3 separate regions of the Anas platyrhynchos genome follow, and regions 1 and 2 are each linked to region 3. Evidence: chromatin contacts called from public Hi-C data. All regions are on one chromosome and are shown on one strand. Each heading gives the region's core, a stretch centred on a gene start, on an enhancer-like site or on the middle of the called end of the contact. The rest is flanking DNA. Distances are from core to core; before and after follow the strand shown. Region 1 overlaps ETV6 (ETS variant transcription factor 6). Region 2 overlaps ETV6 (ETS variant transcription factor 6). Region 3 holds the start of ETV6 (ETS variant transcription factor 6).

Evidence for each region. Hi-C and Micro-C count contacts between places; a contact is called where the count stands out from the background.
Region 1: a Hi-C map of liver shows a contact between it and region 3, with 4 times the contacts expected there. The contact joins the enhancer-like site here to the promoter of ETV6 in region 3. A contact is called at or near these places in 2 of 8 Hi-C or Micro-C datasets (liver and skeletal muscle).
Region 2: a Hi-C map of skeletal muscle shows a contact between it and region 3, with 2.3 times the contacts expected there. The contact joins the enhancer-like site here to the promoter of ETV6 in region 3. A contact is called at or near these places in 4 of 8 Hi-C or Micro-C datasets (F5 follicle, liver, skeletal muscle and 1 more).

What each region holds. Positions count from the first base shown.
Region 1 is chr1:70,776,134-70,780,281 of IASCAAS_PekinDuck_T2T, forward strand. All of the region lies in intron 2 of ETV6 (ETS variant transcription factor 6), which reads right to left. Among named protein-coding and RNA genes, the nearest start is that of ETV6, 68 kb to the right of the region's middle. Within about 2 kb of position 2,143, at least 2 of the 8 cell types and tissues checked have an H3K27ac peak or open chromatin away from gene starts, as enhancers often do.
Region 2 is chr1:70,728,406-70,732,816 of IASCAAS_PekinDuck_T2T, forward strand. It overlaps ETV6 (ETS variant transcription factor 6), which reads right to left. Exons shown (of 8, transcript XM_038181037.2): 5 at 1,249-1,791. Among named protein-coding and RNA genes, the nearest start is that of BCL2L14, 73 kb to the left of the region's middle. Within about 2 kb of position 2,771, at least 2 of the 8 cell types and tissues checked have an H3K27ac peak or open chromatin away from gene starts, as enhancers often do.
Region 3 is chr1:70,843,173-70,847,570 of IASCAAS_PekinDuck_T2T, forward strand. It overlaps ETV6 (ETS variant transcription factor 6), which reads right to left and starts at 2,849. Exons shown (of 8, transcript XM_038181037.2): 1 at 2,495-2,849. The coding sequence starts at 2,527.

The DNA.
Region 1 (4,148 bases), core at 893-3,392, 68 kb before region 3:
CTGAAAGCAACAGCACTGCAAGTAAAAGTTACCAGGTATTTTACAAAACACATGTGAAAAAAAGGAGGTATGTCTATACTGTTCTTTGCTGGTCTGTATCTCGGCTGCAGAACCTGTCTTTTTAAAACCATTCAGGATTCATTCAGGATTTTCATTGGGTCAGGAAGTAGAGCAACTCAAAATGCAAGTGATGGTAAGGATTTTTCTTCTCTGAACTTAGTTTGCAACCCACTGTGCCTCAATGATACAGCTGAATGAATATGAGAGCCTACTATCACACACCAAAATCCTGCCTCCCCCAGGAACACCTACATGCTGTAGCTCTGTGGCTGCACATCCTTTGTACAGGTTACCGAGAACGGATCTTTCCTTACTTTCATTTAAGAAGCAGTACTGTGTCTTCTAATTGCTGTAAGACAGCCCTGGCCACAGCACAGCACAGTGTTAGATTTGCTTTCACAATGCTGTCATGCATTGTATGCGTGTGGTATATAGTATGCCAATCATGATGAACAAAGTTCTACATTTTGAACTTTACACTTGGCATATCTGTTCAATATGAGGAATGATTACAAGTCGTTATTGATGAGACAATCTCCTAAACTAGTAGCAGAGTTCTGTTTCTTCCATACCTCCAGGACTACCAAACCCAAATATCTGAAAATGAGGCAACCGGACTTCAATGAAAATAAGTTAAAACTGACAAAGATGCAAAAAATAAGTCATACAGATACGGTCTCACACATGCATATTTTTTCTTTGGTGTACTTCGTAGCTGGCTTCTGAGTATTGTGAATCACATTTCCTTGCTTTTCTTTATGCAGTCCAGCAACTTGCTTTAAAAATACAAATAAAATCTCAAATTCTTTCAGTCATGTGACTTCAGCAGCTGTAACTTTAGAGAAAAAAAATCCCAAACTGACACACTCACTATAAAATCATAACAGAAAGCAATGTTCTGCCAATGATTCAAATGTCTCGAAAATCCTAAAATAACTACTGAAAAAAGAAGAGAAGAGAAGAGGAGAAGGCCTCCTTACCAGAAGGCGGCACATAATACACACCAATTCAGGAGACTACTGCAAAGTACTAAAGCAGTTTTAATTACCAGCTGAATAGGAGGCAGGGAATAAAGGCCCACTCTCAAAGGAGGAAAAAGAAAATGCTGATTCTACACTTGTTAGCAGTGCACACCAGATGAATTTGTACAACTAGGTATTATTAGCAGGATGATCAATAAATTTTACAGATGAAGTAGTTGAGACAGAAAAGGGCGAACTGGAACTTTTGTATGTGCGTTCCCCCTATACCTATGCCATCTGAAATCATATCCTCTAACTCCATCCCAAATGTGTTCAGCAACCCAAGCAGTCTCATCTAAGCTCTTTGCCCGGTTCACCTGAACTCCCAGCTCTAGGGAAACCAATAGGGCACAGTAACCCACCAGTGCTTCCCTTCTCACTTTTCAACCCGTTAGGACGGCACAGAGCAGGAAAATAACATGAGCCAATTTGTGCCTATTGAAAACTCCGCTATAACAGCCTGAGCTCTCTGGGGATGCCCTCCCTCCATTGTGTCTTGGCTGGGATGGAGCAAAGGTCCTTTTTTTTCCTCTTATTTAACAGGAAACGCATCTGCAACCCCTCCTCCCAGTCATTTTCATGATCACGCCAAGACATTCCTTTTTATAGGGACTGACTTAAACTCCTTGGTACCCCCAATTTCACTTTACACAATCACATGCACAGCCATGGCACCCAGTGCTCATGGCAGCCACTTGCAGTTTCTTGGTCCTACGTCCGGGGCTCTGGCAGCACCAGCAGGGCTTAAACTGGAGCCATGGGAGGAGGAGCAGAGTGTCTCCTCCATTTAATAAACCATCTCCAACATCACACCCGTCTGCCTCGTTGGTTGGAGGGGGTCGTAAAGGAGACAGCAGCAAATAGCAGGGGAAAGGGAAAGGGGGAGGCAGGAGAGGAAAGTGAGACTTACAGGGAGGAAGGCTGGGGGGAAGGATATGCTGTGCTACAGAGAATCCTGTCAGGATGCAATTTATTTTCATTTTGTGCAGGAGTGTAATGGTGTACTGCCTGAGCTCCCTCAATTGCTGTTTTGAAGTGAACCAGGCTGGTATGTCTTTAATTTATCATTTCATTATGAAACAGTTTCCCTTCCAAGAAGCCTTCAAGTCAGGAAGCTCTGTCTGCCCACACAGGAAATTCCTTTGCAGCAACTTCCCCAAAAAGGAAATTTCCCTCAGAAGCGAGCCCAGCTCATGCCTTTGAGCAGAGCTGTTTGAAGAGGCTCTGGCATGCAAGCCCTGCAAACACCCCTGGCTTCTCCCCGCAGCCGGTGTGGCGGGAGCAGAGGCTCTGCCTCTGCGCTGGTGTGCACAGACCCCCACTGCACTTGACTTTTCTCCTGCTCCCCCCCTGCCAGAGACAGCACTCAGAGGAGACCCATTTCTGAGCTTTTACTAGAGAAAAATCTCTCTGTTCAAGAAAGAGGCACAGGACACATGCACACATAGCTGAGACTGCTGTGAAATCGTGGTGGAAGAGGACAGTATGCTGTAGGAAAACTTCCCAGACTACTCCAACCCCCTAACTTGGAAATCAGGGGGAAAATCTGCAGTGTGTCTTAGAGCTCTTCCAACGGCACCCCAGAGACTGCACTCCAGCCCTTACACGTACTCTGCTTTTAATTCAGTGAACTTTTGAAGTGAAGATTTGCAAGCAAAGGGGAAGGGGTGGGAGAATATATGGATGGAAAGTAGGGGGGGAAAAACCACATTTACAAAAATGAATCTCACAGACATCTTGTGAATCATTAAGTGGGAGAGAGCCAAGAACATCCAAGCCAGAGTGAATAACAACATGCGGCATTTTATGAAGCACCTTAGCAAAGGGGACATAGATCAGAAGCACTGCCAGACTTCCAGTAAGTTTTCAATTTACCATGTCAAATCACAAGTAATACTGAATAACATTTTATTTTTTTTAATGACTATGCCCAGAAACCCAAACTGGGGCAAGAGAGGAAGCAGAACTGAATTTCACATTATGCATTATATGGATGAGACAGGGCCATATAAGGGGCACATGCTGAACTGGATCTTGGACTGGATGACAACAGGAAAGTGAAAGCAACCCTCTGAGAGCATGTGCTAGGGATGACAGAACCACCTAAGGGAGTGATTACAGTCCACTGGAGGCCTATACACTAGGAAGAAATACTCTCAGCCTTTCCCCCTCAGTTTCTACTTTAAAATTTGTTTTTCCAACACTTGATGGGAGATCTGGTCCTTGAAACCAAAGCTCCAGCAGGTGGCTGCCTGTCCTCCTCTCCCATTCCCTCCTTCACCAGATAGCTTTGCCCTGTTCCCTTGCCAGCTAATTTACATGACTTTTTTTTTTTTTTTTCCTATCACTGCCCTTGGCATTACGTTCAGTGATTCAGTCAGCTGTTGTGTAAAGAGACTTTTGTCAGAATTGCTTAAAGGCAAATCCCCTCACTTAACTTTTATCCGCAGCCTCTAGCTGGTGAGTTAGTTATCACCTAAAAGAGCCCTTTGGTATAGCAGATGCATACTGAATACATATCTGCTTGGATAGCAGCCACACTACTGTCAAGCCACTGGAGAAGGTTATGAGATGGGGTAAAATTTAAAAACTGCCACACTAGAAAAGACCGCTGGCCCATCTTGCCAAATGTCTTTGGGAGTGGTTGTATAAGCAGAAAGTACAGGGAGTAAGGAAGCATTAAGTAATCTCTTCTATAACACATTGCTTATCTCAGTCTCTGGTAATCCGTGTTTTAAGGACATCATGAGCTGTGGTTGCATCTAGAGCATTGTCTGGATAGTATAAACATAAATAAAATATAAAATATATATATACAGCGTAGAACATTCTGACCAAATGACCTACCCCTTCACAGGTTTATTTGGTTCTTTTTAGATCCAATTACACTTTCAGCCACCTAAATATCTTCCTGCAATAATTTCCTCCATATAGCAATGCATCCTTATTCAGGTATCTTTTATGTATGCTACCCAATGATTTACCTCAGTTCTCTGGATTTTTTGTTCTGGAAAGAACTGTGAATATCTCTTCACCTTCTTATAGCAAGTGCGATTTCATAGCCAT
Region 2 (4,411 bases), core at 1,521-4,020, 110 kb before region 3:
ACCAAACAAATAATCCTCCTGATCTTCCAATATTATTTCAAGGAAAGGAAATCTTCAGTAATGAAACCTGTAGGGTATCTTCTTTGCCATTAACATCAAGTATACTTCTTAACTTGCTGAGATTAGTATAGGTAATAAAAATCAAAAGGAGAGAGACAAATGTCAGCCAAGCAAGAATGACAAAAGATTAATTTCCATAACTTATCTCTTAGGTGAAAGGATCATGATCCTTTTTGTGCTTGTTGTGTGACTAGCTGGTGAGATATGTACCTTTTGATATAATGTGATAAGTCTGTAAAAAATAGAAAATTTACCTCATTGAAACTGAGGCAGCATTGCATCTGGAACAATTTTAAGGCATATAAGTACAGAAATGAACAAGGTATTTTAAGATGTACCTCTGTGGACACACGTAATACCCCACAGGAACTGGGTATCACTTCAGCTTGCTGCTGACATAAATGCATGGAACATTTTTGGGTGTGGTATGTATTTACATCTCTCAAAAGAAACTAGTTATTGGGGCATTCAGCATATTTCTGAAGTGGTTGGATTCCCCTTCCCTCTCTCCCTGTCTATTTACAGTTCCCTTTCAAGTACAAAAAAAAAATATCTGTAACCTCAGCTTCCTGATTCAGCTGTTGTGATGTCAGTTATTTACGATAACAAAAGTGAGACAATGACTGTGGTTTGCGTGGGACAAAGGCAACCTTGTTTCCGTAAAAAGGGACAATCCTAGCGTAAGAAGCACAGGAAAGCCTACAAGGTAGGACTCTGAGGTGAGCTTTCATTAGTCCCACCATCTCTATCATAGCAGGCTTGACACTGTATTGTCTCAAAGGCAACCGACAGAAGGTGTTTGCCTTTCCATAGGGCTCAACACTAGTGTGAATGCAACTCTTGAAAAACTCTTTGTAGGACAAGCCTTTGGAGATAGGTATCTTGGGAAATAAATGGATTGCTAGTGGGTAAAGAAGCATTAAGTGTCAGGACACAAGTGTTTCACTGTTACTAATCATGCATTCCATGGTCACAAGCATGTCACTGCATCTTTGCTTACCTGCCATGAAACTGGTTTAATCATACTTAACTGCCTAAACCACAGATGTGGTGAAACTTGAAGAATGCCAGTAATTTCTGAGGGAGGTCGCAGAGTGGCAAAAGGAAATGAGAAGCTATTAACACACAGTATCTTAAGTTATGAATGAAGAGTGTCAACTTTGGTGTAGCCTAGAAAATGTCACTTACCCGCTATTCTTCCTATTGGCATTGCATGGTCCTCAGGAGGGGATACAGACACCATGATGTGGTTCATGTAAGCTAACTCTTCTCGGTGGGACAAGTTGATTGGCTTTACCTCCCTGTGCAGCCCATCCTCAGACAACCTTGGAGGTTTGAAATCGGAGTGCCTGGGGTTCAGTATCAAAGGATGCATGATAGGGCTGGGCATCAGCTGGATGACCCTGGTGTTCTCCTGGCGAGGGCTGGAAGGCTTCTGGAGCACCTCAGGAGGAGGCGGGCAGTGGTTGTTTTCTACTGGGGACACTGAGAGAGGATAGGACTCCTGGTGGTTGTTCTCTTGCTGATGCCTTGACCCTGGCATTCTGTCAGCTGGGGAGAGGTGACGGATAGTGTTGTCCATAGGGGACTTCAGTGGCCACTGATCGGGGTCTGGTGATGGACGGTGGTTGTTGGTGATGGGTGATCTAGAACGATGCAACAGTTCAATGGTTGGGGTACTGTGGTGGACTGTTTCTGTGGATGGTCTTGAAGGTCTCTGGACAAAGTTATCTGTGGAGACAAACAAAAAAAAAATAGAGTTTATATCATGATCAAGCTATAGGATCTAACTGTTAAACTACTAGCTGGATTTACTGGGTACTGCTATTAGCTGGAAAATGTTTTTGTTTTTTTTTGTGTGTGACTTACAGATCCACTGAAAAATACCATGTAAATGTAGATAGTTGTTACTATACTGAACAAAATCAGTACCACAAAAACAATCTCCATCCACCACCACATATGAGTAGCTCCTGGGGAAATGTGTTAAGAGAAATCCCATTTTGAGTAGCTGACTGGAACACTTGTGAAGAAAGTAAGAGCTGATCTAGCTACACTAACTGTATTTCTGTACAACTGCTTTGGAACTTTCATCCTGTCATTCACATCTCTATGTGTGGTTCCTGTTACTGTACAATGAGCACTGCAAGGTAGAGGACAGAGATAAAAAAAGAAAAATGTCTCCTGAAAAATACTGAGTGATAAGCTTGGGATGCTAGAGATTTGGGTCAGGGCACAGAATCTTAGTGTGAAATATGGACTGGGTTATCCAAGAAAACTCACTGGTAGGCCGCTCTTCATGAAATGCTAGCTAAATTGTATCCCTGCCTTGATTTTAAAAGTGTTAACAACTTCATATGGATATTTTCAACTTGCTGGAGTTAGCTTGTGCTGCCTTGTCCCACATAAGCTCTTATATTTCTTCAGCAGGACGACTTCCAGTGTCACTTTTGCATGGCCATACTTCCTTGGCTGTGATTCCTAACAGTTAGGGGGGGATAAATCATGTATCTGGATCACTGTCTTTAGACACTAATAATCCCCTCACAAAATGAAATGTTTGGCATGAACAGTGCACACTTTCAGCTTAGCTAAGGCCATCAATTTTGACTGGGGAAATTACTGACAGAGAGGAAAATACCACCAGGGAGCACTGACTAACAGGTTTTTATCTGAAAAACAAAGATCAAATTTCAATGCTGTTTGTTGAAAGCCTTGGATGATAACAGAAGGAAACTGCTGGGTACATGTCAACAATTGAAACAAGTAGCTGCATATTTGTGGCTGCCTGTTTGTTCACTACATTTGCTCTGATCCTCTGTAAAAAACGATTCTCTTGCTTTCTTGCCAAGGCAGTGATACCCGTTGAAGACCCTGTAGAGGTGTGCAGGAAATCCAGGGGCTCCTGCCATCCAGGAACCCAGGCAGGCAGCAGGAGCAGGACCAACATGTACCTAGAGAAAGGTATGGACAGGAAAAGCTCTAGTTCTGAGAAAATGCGGTGCCAGGCATTGACACAGTACCAGCTTTCCTATTAACTCTTTTACCCCTACTCAACAGACTGCTCATCTAAACAAGGACACTGAAGGCTCCAGGAAAACCTAAAATTTCATGGCTTCAGAACACTTATTTCATATGCTTGAGGTCCCAGACAAGAAAAATACATCTGTAGAGCTATTTAAGAAACTCACAATGAAATACCTGGAGGAAAAGAAACTCCAGAGACATGTATTGTTCTCGATTAAACACAAACAGCTTTAAATACAAAGTGGCAAGCTAGTATGTTATAACCAAAATGATGTGAAGATCAAAGAAAAGGAATTAATCTACAACTGCACCTACCTCTTTGACAGTCATTTCTTAAAGTCTTTGCCACAACTGAAAGAAAGCAGAAAGTATTCATACCCTTCCCCCCCAAGTTGTGATCAGTGTCCTATCTTCTGCAGACTATCCACTCCTGTCACTGTACTTTTAAATACACGCTGCTCATTCCTGGCCTGTAAGTGTATACCAGAATACTGTACTGTTTGTCCTACTTATTTGAAGTGACGTGTCTGTGGGGAGCAGCTATCTTGAAAACAGAAAGGATTGTCTTGCTGTGCTTTCCACTGAGCTCTTTGCAAACATTAGTTGGCTCTGACAAACTCCAGACAGAAGCAGACCTCTCTCTCCAATTCCAAACCATGGTGATCCTGAGCCAGGATAGGACAAGAGAAAGTGTTTTACCACAAAACAACCCAAACTCAAACTCAGCTCCAAGCAGTTCCATTGCCACAAATGGCCCTGAACAGAATAAAATCCTCATCACATTAATTCCTTCACACATCTGATGACTGTGAGTCGAGCACATATGGTGTATCATTTCCTGCAGGAATAGATTAATTCCTCAGTCTGGCTCTTCATTCTGAGCAACCAACAGTCTTTTCTTGAAGGGAAATCTGTGAAAGGGAAATCGTTGCTCAGGAAAATTGCTGACCTATCCGATCCACACAGGGATGGGTGGGGCTGCACTCACTGTGGATGTGAGCAGTCACTGCAGTGGCAGTCCCAAAGACTGGCACTCTGTGCTTACCCATAAAAGAAGTGCAGGGAATGACAGTGTAAGCTTCCTGTATGGCATCCTATCAAATGACTCAGTGCTGCATCAGAAAGACCACTGGCGATGCAGATAATTCACTCTCCATTGCTCATCCCTCTATAGGGCCAGAAACTGAAGCCTGGAGGGCAGATTCCAAGCCAATGCCAATGCACCTTGGAGATATCCTCAAAGGTCAACTGCTTTCAGTCAAGCTCACTTTGCTTGAGTTAGTAAAAGAACATTAGATGTAAATGTTGATCCAGACTCAGATGA
Region 3 (4,398 bases), core at 1,599-4,098:
CCCTTAGCTGCACACCCTTCACGCAGACACTCTGCTGCCTGCCTCACCAGGCCAGCGGGGCTCCCGGGGCTGCCTGCCATCAGGAAGGCACGCACACACCGAAGCGCTGGCAAGAGCGGGATGTCAGCCCTGTGCTTCTCCTGGAGAAAGAGCTAGTGCAAGTAAACACACACACACACACACACTTGCCGCAAAGCAAACACGTATCAATATACAATTGCACATACACACTGATAAGTACTTGACATGAACCGAGATATTACTGCAAGTTTATACTGATTGCAAGCAGCTAAATACATACCGAAATTTCACCTCCTCAAAGTTTTCCTAAATCTTATTAGAGTGCCTCTCTAATAAGGTAGATAGGGAGACCACGCATGGAGCATCCCAGCATAAATGGAGCTCTAGCCTTTACTCCCTTCGTCGAAGCTTTCCATGGTTCATCACCCCAGCTGCTGTGGAATCTACTGCACACAGTCTTGCCCCATGTCAGGGGAGGGGAAAAAGAAAAGAAAAAAAAAACACAAACAAAACACAAAATACATCCACCAGCACCACCGCTTCCAGTGCCCGGGCTCTTAATGAAGCACTGCAATACTCTCCCAGCACACTTGGCTACTCCTCAGGGCAGCACAGCCACACCACAGCATGGCTCCTGCTCACTCCTCCGCCTCTGCCCCGCGCTGCGCAAGCTGGATTGGCGCGCTGGGAAATAACGCATCCTACTTGTACAGTCACACCATGGCTTCAACAACTCCCCTCCAGTCCAGCTGCTGATCGCAACCAGGTTCCGCACGGGCTGGCTGAAACAAGCACCCCAAAAACCAGGGGTGAGTGAAAAACTGAAGGGAAAGTTATCCAAAACAGCTCGGTAAAGAAATGTTACCATCTGAAATACGCATTTCTGTCCGAAAGCTTATACTTCCCATATTTGAAACTATTAAAATCATCACCAGGAAAGAAGCCAAAGAAAACTTCTCCCCACTTTCTCCTCTGTCCCCCTTTCAACTTTTTCCTCCATTCCAATTACTCTGCTTTTCCCGGCCCTCAGGACACCCTCTGAAGTACTTCACCTGGACGGTAGTTCCTGTCTCTCTACACAAACAGCTGCAAGAGTCGGCACATAAAGAAAACGCACGCTACGAAGTAAGTTCAGACTGCACTAAGTTCAGCACGACACTTGAAATAAGCAGCAGGACATGTAAACATGAAGTCACGGAAGGTTTGAGGTTGGAGGGGACCTCTGGAGATCACCTGGTCCAACCCCTGGCAAGCACGGTCACCTACAGCATATTGCACAGGGTCGCATCCAGGTGGGTTTGGAGAACCTCCAGAGAAAAGCCTACTTAAATGTTAAGAAAAATTGGCATATAAACATTTTGGGGCTCCAAAAGATGTATCTGTCCTGCTAGGTAGCTAATCACCTTTGATAAGACTATTATGTACCTTAGGGTTAGGGAAGGAGCAGCATTACCAGTAAGAGCAGAAGCAAGCCTCCTATTTTCAAAACGCCCCATTTCTAAAATAAGGAAACACAACTCATCCGCCGCTACTTTTTTTGTGTATGACATTCGCCTTCTCGTGCCTACACCCCATGTTCCCACAGGATCCACCAAGGAGAAAGAAAATTAAAAATAAAAAAGCAACCAAGCAGCTACGTTTCACTTTGTATTTACCGGGATTTGCCTAGGCTGTTGGACACAGAGGGTGCTCCACGGCCCCACGCCGCCCCAAACTTGGGTGCCTCTCTAGTGCAAGCTGCCGCCACCCGCCGTGACCCCCAAAATAGAGCCAGGCAGGCAAGCACCGTGCAGCGAAGCCGTCCGGGTGCTCGCGTCCCGCTGGAGGCTCTGGCGGCCACGGGCAGGACGGGGAGCGCCCGGCCGGGGGAAGGAGAGGGGAAAGGGCTGCCACCAGCGGGCTCCTGGGCACACATGGAAAAGAAAAGGGAAAAAAAAAAAAAAAAAAAGGCAGCCGGGTTTTGTTCCCATTGTCTCCGCTCCTGACACCGGGAGCCGCAGCCAGAGCTGGGCACGGCCACCGGCAGGGAATAAAGCGAGGGGAAAGAGTGGGAGGAAGCAGGGGGAAAAGGAAAACATAATTTTAAATGAAATAAAATAGAAGCCCCAGCCCCCCCCCCCCGGCAGCGCCGCCGAGCGCATCCCATCCCCGTCCCCGGGCAGCAAAACTTTGCGCGAAGTTGGCGGCGGGGGGAAAGGAGCACGCAGGGCGCCCGCTGCCGCCTCCCGCCGCCGCGGGGGGAAAAACAGCAGAAAAGGGCAAAATCTTGTTATTATTATTATTAAGAATAATGATAATGAAAGGAACACGCGCGGGGCAGGGCCCTCCGTGCGTAAACACAGCGCGGGAGGGTAGCACGGGGAGAGCCCCCCACTGACCGCAAATAATAAAAATGATTTAAATAAGGAAAAAAAATAAAAATTAAAAAAAAAAAAAAAAAAACAGAAGGTTTGTTTTTTATTATTATTTTTACCTTGATGAAACACTGGGCAGCGGCCTCAGACATCTTTCAGCCGGAGCGCGGCGCAGCGCGGCGTAGGGGGAAGTTCTCTCGGTTCTTTTTTTTTTGTGTGTGTGTGTGTGTGTGTGCGTGTTTTTTTTTTGCCTTCCCCCTTCCTTCCCCCTTCCCTCCCCCCCCCCAAATTTCCGCTCCTCCGCCGGCCCCTCAGCGGGAAGTTGCTGCCGCCGCCGCCACCATCGCCCGGCGGCGGGCGCGGCCCGGGGGTGGCGCCGCCACCGGAGCCCCGTCCCCGGCCCTCGTCGGGGGGCGCCCGATCGCTGCCCGCCCCCTGCCCGCTGCCCCCGGGCTCTGCGTGCGTGTGCGGGCCCGGGCGGGGAGGGCGGGGCCGGGCGTCCCGCCCGGCCCCGCCCCCTCACCGCCCGGCCCCGCCCCCCTCACCGCCCCCTCGCCGCTGCCCTGTTCCGCATCCCCGCAAGCGACGTCGGTTCCCGGCAGCCGGCCCCGCCCCTTAAAGGGGCCCGGAGGCCCGCGGTGCGCGGCAGACAACAACAGCCTTTGTTCTGCCGCCGTCGACAAGGCCCCTTTAAGGGCCCTCACCAGGAAGTGCGGCGGTGGGCACGGGAAGGGCGGGGCGGGGCGCGGCGCAGGCCCGGTTCCCTCCCCCGGTTCCCCCCCCCGCGGTGCCCGCTCCGTGCCGGGCGCGCCGCCCCCTCCTCGCGGGGCTTCCCCTCGGCCGCCTGTTCCTCTGTCGCTGCTTTTTTTTCCCACTTGTTTCCCGGTGTCCCCTTTTCCCCCCGTTTGCCCCCCGCGGGCGCTGAGCCAGCCGTTACCGCCAGCCCGACACCCACTACAATGAGGGGAAAGCTGCTTCAGCTGCCAGCTCCCCTTCAGCTTTGCCCCGTGTGGACATCGCGCAGCACAGAAGGGACGTGCGTTAGCTTGTATTGAACCTCCAGCAGGCTCCCAGCTAGGTTCCTTCCCTCTCACCGAGAGGCTGCTGCTCAGCTTATCTCCAGGGAGGATCCTTTAGCAGGATTTACCATCCCACAGAGACACCTTTAATAAACGCCCTAGCCAGAAATTCCCTAACTTTTTGCTTGCGTTGGTGGCAGCGATACTAATTCAGGCAAAAGGTAACCACGTTTTGGCCTGTAAGATGACACCGAGTTCCTGCCTTTCTCAGAGCTCTCCCAGGAAAGGGAGATGGATGAGGTGTTGGGGGGCAAGAGCAAGAAGAGAAAACCATGAAACAAAGCATGTTCTTCCTCCTCGTAGTGGCCTGGAAATCTGGGTTTGGGAGCTCATACTTTCCGGTCTAGAGTTTGTCCCTGAAAATAGAGCAAGCCCTGCAGAAAAGAAAGCAAAACAAACCTTTCTGTGGGACTTTAATTTTCAGTCCACAGCATTGTATCTGCAGACCAGCTTCCACCGATTCTGTCACCTGGGCCTCTCTTACAGCCCTGAGACTCCACATGTCATCCTACATCCACTTTCTCAACAGCTGGGCTAATTCTCTCAAATGTCTCTAAATGATGTTGGAACCTGTTTCCCAAAGGAGACTAGACACTGGGGAACCTACATCCAGCTGAAAGCCAAGGTTTTCATTTCTCCTTTTGTGTACTGTTTTTTCCAGTTTCAGCAGCATAGAGCAGTACCTCAGACATATGCAACAATCACTGATTTCACCTCATTTCTTAATAAGGGAACATTGTTCACTTTTTTTTTTTTTCCTCCTTATATTTGCAAAGGCACCCATTAGTTGCTGGTGCCAGTAGTTATCATTAACTTATTGTACTGTGTCTCTGCTGTTATCTTTTCCTTGCTTTTATCTTTGCCCAGTGAACCTTAACTGACTCACTTATTTGGTGGTTGCTTCTTTGCTCCTGTTTTATTAGCAGTTTTATTTTCACCTTCCA